Regions from separate parts of the Gossypium arboreum genome. Here region 1 is linked to region 2. The links are chromatin contacts, called in public Hi-C maps. All regions are on one chromosome and are shown on one strand. Each heading gives the region's core, a stretch centred on a gene start, on an enhancer-like site or on the middle of the called end of the contact. The rest is flanking DNA. Distances are from core to core; before and after follow the strand shown.

Region 1 (2,700 bases), core at 32-2,531, 440 kb after region 2:
AATAAGATCATAAAAACTTCAGCTAAGTAAAGCTATACAATCAGTGAGCCAACAAATACACAAGTGATCAGTATTTCTGTATTTCACCTATAGCCCAAGGAATGAAACAATACCTGGAATCCAGCAACAAAAAGAGAACCATCAGCTGAAAACTGTGACACATATGCTCGACTTTGAAGCCGGTCCAAGCACCTGGGACCATTGACAGGCAAATACCGACTTAAAACATGGCAACCATCAGCTGATGAAAATCTCCCTCTACCTGTAAAATTACCCTCTCGCCCGACCAACATTTTGACCGGGGAAACAGGTAATTTCCGCTTTCCCAGAACACCTCGGGAGAGAAGTTCATGGGGTCCTGACCTAAGGTTTGTGTGTTGAGCAATATCATGAACAAGATAATCAGAATCCTCACTATAATCTTGATTTGCACAATATCCTTTAGGGGCATTCCCATCATTACAAGCATCAACATTCTTCCGAAACCTACTCATTATGTAACAAACTACCTAGATTTCACCAGATATATAATTTTCACCTAAAACAGCAAAATCAAAGCCTTTCATATCACTGTAAAATCTGCAACTCAGTTATGTCCTTTGTCAACCCTGCAAACAGTGACACTCTTCAACAACACAAACAATTAAAATCTAAGATGTAATTTGCTCCATTAACATTTAAACTATCAGAATTAAAAGTCACATAGGGCTAATCAAAATGCAGTTTTAGATATTCAAAGTATTTCTCAAGTGAAATTAATACTAGTAAGTCTCATGAGATGAAACTTTGGAGAAAGCTCCAATTCAAGTGAAATTGCTAAAAGAGAATCATTTTTCCAATTGTTGAGAAAAACAAGAGAAAGTGATAAGAGTCAAACTTTGAAATCATCACCATTTACAATCATAGTACAACAATTCAAATTCCATATGCACAAGAGGAAATAAACACATATTTTTCTTCTTCTTTTTTTTTTTTGGATCAAATATAGAAAACGAAGTGAATTGAATCAGTCCAATCAAATGACACACTAAAAACTAGAAGATAGAAAAAAAATATATCCAAATAAAACAGTGAAATCTTTTGGGTTCCTCAATATTTACTTCATTTTTTCATCAACCAAACTAGAATAAAATTTAGAAAGAAAAATTGAAGAGACAAAAAAAAAATCGTGTCAAACCTCCAATTCGATTAGCCAAATGTGAGAGCCGATCCTAAAAGAAATTTGATTGATTGAACTCTTATTTTATACTCGCTTTGTCTATTTTCTGGAGATATATGTGATAATACAGTGAGATGAAGGACACGTGCTAGATAATGATCATGTGTTGTGAGAACACGCGCTTGATGTTGCGTTTGAAAACTCGGCCGCTTTGTTAAAATGATAATTAATTCTCAAAATAAATATATTATTCCAAATAATTAATTTTCAATTTCATTACTACAAAGTTTTAGCATAATTGAAAATGTTTCAAATGGTTTTAGTCTTTGAGTAATGAAATTATTTGATAATCAAACTTTATTTTATCTATTTTAAACTTTAAATAATTTAAATCTGAATAAATTATTTGATAATTTGAATAAACTCATCTATTTGATTTTTTTCTTATCATCCCGTCAAACTAAAGTTGAGTAAACAAAATTCTAACATAATTTTAAAAATAAGAATATATATTATAATTATTTGGTATATTTTACTATCTAATATATTTTTTAAAAATCGTAAATAAATTTCTAAAAGAAATCCTGAAATTGAATAAAATTTCCACTTTATATTACTGCTCAAAATTGGAATTCAACAAATGAATATTATATATAAGCAAAGTGGGATCTAATTAACCTGACATGAAACAATACATACATATATATATATATATATATATATATATATATATAATAAATAAGGCAAAAAAAGAAATGAAAAGTTAAAATTTCATGGCGTCAACGTCACTACAGGTTTCGTTGCGTTAGGTGGCGTCAAATATTAGGGGAAGTTGTGGGCATGGAACTAAAGATCCGACATCTTCCCCCGAGTATTTTTGTGGCATGTTTTGAAGAAGTAATGCAGATGATGATTTGTTGTGTCATCTATCTATGTGAATTGATGCACGCCTGGATTTCTTCCAATGTTTTCCCTTTAGTTTCTGGGACAAACTTCACTACGAATAGGATTGTTATTATAGAGACTCCCGAGTAGATATAAAATGTGCCTGAAAAATATCATTTACATCATTATTATGTAATCCAAGAATATTTTTTCCATTTATTTTGTGCCCAAATTGAAAGGGGAATAGATTGATTTACCATAGGAACTCCAGGTCATCATGAAGTTGAATGTGTAAGAAACTGCCCAAGCACCTAACCAGTTCACTAGCACCACCAAGCTGCCTGCTACTCCTTTTACATTTATTGGGAAAATCTGTCTCTCCAAACAAATTGGATTCATTTAGAATTTGGGTTATTTCGAATTTAGGTTATTAATTTTTAAATTTAAAGAATTACAATGGTGGAGTCAGAAATTTTTTTTAGAGAGGGGCCAGAATTAAATTGTATATTTTATAATAATAAAATTGTAATTTTACAATTTTAATAAATCTATCTTTATAATTTTAAATGATTAAATTAATTTTTATTATTTTAAGAGGACTAAAGTATAATTTTACTATTACTAATTTAAAATTTTATAAATTATAAAAATTTAAA
Region 2 (2,700 bases), core at 65-2,564:
TTCGTCCTTGCGAGGATGGTGAAGAGTTTCTTGGTCCTAATTAATTTTCACCCATTAAGTATTAAAGAAATTTTAATACTTATATAGAAAAGGTATTAAAGAAATTTTACATGGATAAAGCACACCCATTAAGTACTTCGATGGTTGTATGATCATTAGATGTGAATAAAGATCAATTTCGTCCTTGCGAGGATGGTGAAGAGTTTCTTGGTCCTAATCAATTTTCACCAAAATTATTATTCACCCACGATCTTGAGAAAAGAGGTGATATAAATGTTCAACAAATTCGTTCTAGTGAGAATGTAACAGATCATTTTATTAAGACATTGCCAACTTCAACATTTGAAAGACTACTACACAAGATTGGAATGCGTTGACTCAAAGATGAAATGTATGTTGCCATTAGGGGGAGTCTAAAAACAAGTTGTACTCTTTTCCTTTAACCAAGGTTTTGTCCCATTGAGTTTTCTTGGTAAAGGTTTTTAACGAGACAGCTTGTAATAAAAGATTGTATAATCTGGGTTTTTCCTTATAAGGTTTTAACGAGACACATTATCTACCAATAGACATCCAAGGGGGAGTGTTATGAATATCTTATTAAGTGAATGTCCATCATGATAAAGATAAAGTTTTGATATACTTTAAATTTTAATAACTATTAGAATTAGATCTCTACTCCTTTTTATCAATAAAGTTCATTCTCTATTTCTTTCATATTTTCTTTATTCTTTATTCTTTCCATCTCTCTTTATTTTATAACAATATACATATTCTAAAATTATTTTAGTAATAATTATTTAGCCCGATTTTCATTTGCTAGAAACCCAAAGCTTAAAATATGTTATTAGTCTTTATACTTTTAGAAAATTAAGGATTTAGTCATTATACTTCTATTTCATAGAATTTAGTCTCTTTACTTTTGATTTTAAAATTTAGGTCTAATTGTTAACACTATTTTTTTGTTCAATTTGTTGCTGTGAATTTTTGAAAAAAATATTCACTTGTAACCATGTAATTAAAAAATAACCTTGTAATTATATTGAGTTTAACAAAAGAAATTAACAATGCTAATATTTAGATCTAAATTTTAAATCTAAAAAGTAGACAAACTAAATTCTATAAGATAAAAGTAAAGTGATTAAATTCTCATTCTTCAAAAAAGTACAGGAATTTGTGTGATATTTTAACCAAACCCATTGGCCAATTTATTTTGGATCCTAAGTGACGATTGCTCTTTTAGAATATAGAGAATAATTTGCTAAATATTTTGTTTAACCTTAAAAAAATTAAAAAAGAAATTAGAAAAGATAATGGGCCTTGGCCTAAAAGGGCAAAGCAGGCCAGTAGAAGAAAAAAACCCTAGAAAACCCCTCCATGTCTACCAAGCTCTCTTCTTTTGGAAGATGAATGAGTAAAGGAGAAAAATGGCTATAGAGAGCTACGTGGTGGTTCACAATATAGCAAAGAGGCACAACGTCGGAACCCTAGCTAGAAGCGCCACCGCCTTTGGAGTCGCCGAACTAATCTTAGTTGGCCGCCGTGACTTCAACGCCTTCGGCAGCCACGGCTCCACCTCCCATCTCCGTTTCCGCCACTTCCATTCCCTCACCGACGCTCGCCTCTTCCTTAAAGTAAACGTCTAACCAACCCATTCCTCTAAATCCTTATTTCTTAAACTTTTTCAATTTGGATCCTAATTTGTTTTTGAATTTTTTTACTGTATTTTAAGGAGAAAGATTGTGATATTTGCGGGGTTGAGATCACAGAGGACGCTGTTTCCATAACTGATCATCCTTTCAAGAAAAGCACTGCTTTTCTTCTTGGTAATGAGGTAAAGTTAAAGCCTACTTTCTAAATTTAGCTGAAATTTCTGATTCTTGGGTTTTACTTTTTCCTTCTAAATTTTACAATTTCTTTTGTTCTTTAATGTTTTACAGGGGACAGGGCTTTCAGCTAAGGAATGTGAGATATGTGATTTCTTTGTTTACATTCCTCAATATGGAGGTGGCACTGCCTCTTTGAATGTCACTGTTGCTGCTTCCATTGTTTTGCATCATTTTGGAGGTATTCCCAATTTCAATCTAATCTTATCTTATCTTACTCTATAAATGTCTTTAGTTTTCATTTCATGACTTCTTTCACCAGTAAAGTTGATGATGGAGAAAGTTAATTTTTTCCAAGGATTGTTGGGAAGATTAGTATGCCTGCCTTAGATTTTAGAGAACACTAGTCAAGAGTCAAAAGATCATGAACCATTAAAATCATAAAGTTCTTATAAATAGTTTTTTTATTTCCTATTGGATTGGTTATCTAGCAACTAGTATAAGTTGTGAGGCTCATATTCACGTGTTTATTGTATGTACCTAGCTAATTAAACTTGGTTCTTTTACTTGCAACAAATGGTCATTAGCGCCTTTTAAGTGCAGATCACTTCTTCCTATTATCCATTATACGAAAGCCAAAGTTAAACTAGGGGTTTCCTCTCCATGGTGTTTCTTGACTGTTGTCTAGATTTTGTTGCTTATGTCCAACTTGTGGTCCTTGTGGAATCAAAAGGAGGATGTTGAACATGTTTCACTTGTCTTTGAAGTGGATACTAGCCTTTCTCTTAAGTTATTTAGGCAACCTGTTTGTTAGCCTGTTGGTCTTATTAACTATGTTTTGTTCCCACAATTCTTTTTTCTTGAAGTAGTCATGTTT

The links. A called contact is a pair of places that touch in the nucleus more often than the background predicts.
Region 1: a contact with region 2 is called in a Hi-C map of leaf, with 3 times the contacts expected there. The contact joins the promoter of LOC108489710 here to the promoter of LOC108453990 in region 2. A contact is called at or near these places in 2 of 5 Hi-C or Micro-C datasets (both in leaf).

The regions. Positions count from the first base shown.
Region 1 is chr10:100,720,845-100,723,544 of ASM2569848v2, forward strand. LOC108489710 (LEC14B homolog) reads right to left here and starts at 1,282. Exons shown (of 10, transcript XM_017794415.2): 1 at 1,178-1,282; 2 at 114-608. The coding sequence starts at 494. It overlaps LOC108488552 (sugar transporter ERD6-like 16), which reads right to left. Exons shown (of 18, transcript XM_017792833.2): 17 at 2,302-2,416; 18 at 1,750-2,207. The coding sequence ends at 2,086.
Region 2 is chr10:100,281,122-100,283,821 of ASM2569848v2, forward strand. It overlaps LOC108453990, which reads left to right and starts at 1,315. Exons shown (of 4, transcript XM_053020664.1): 1 at 1,315-1,631; 2 at 1,733-1,831; 3 at 1,938-2,064. The coding sequence starts at 1,425.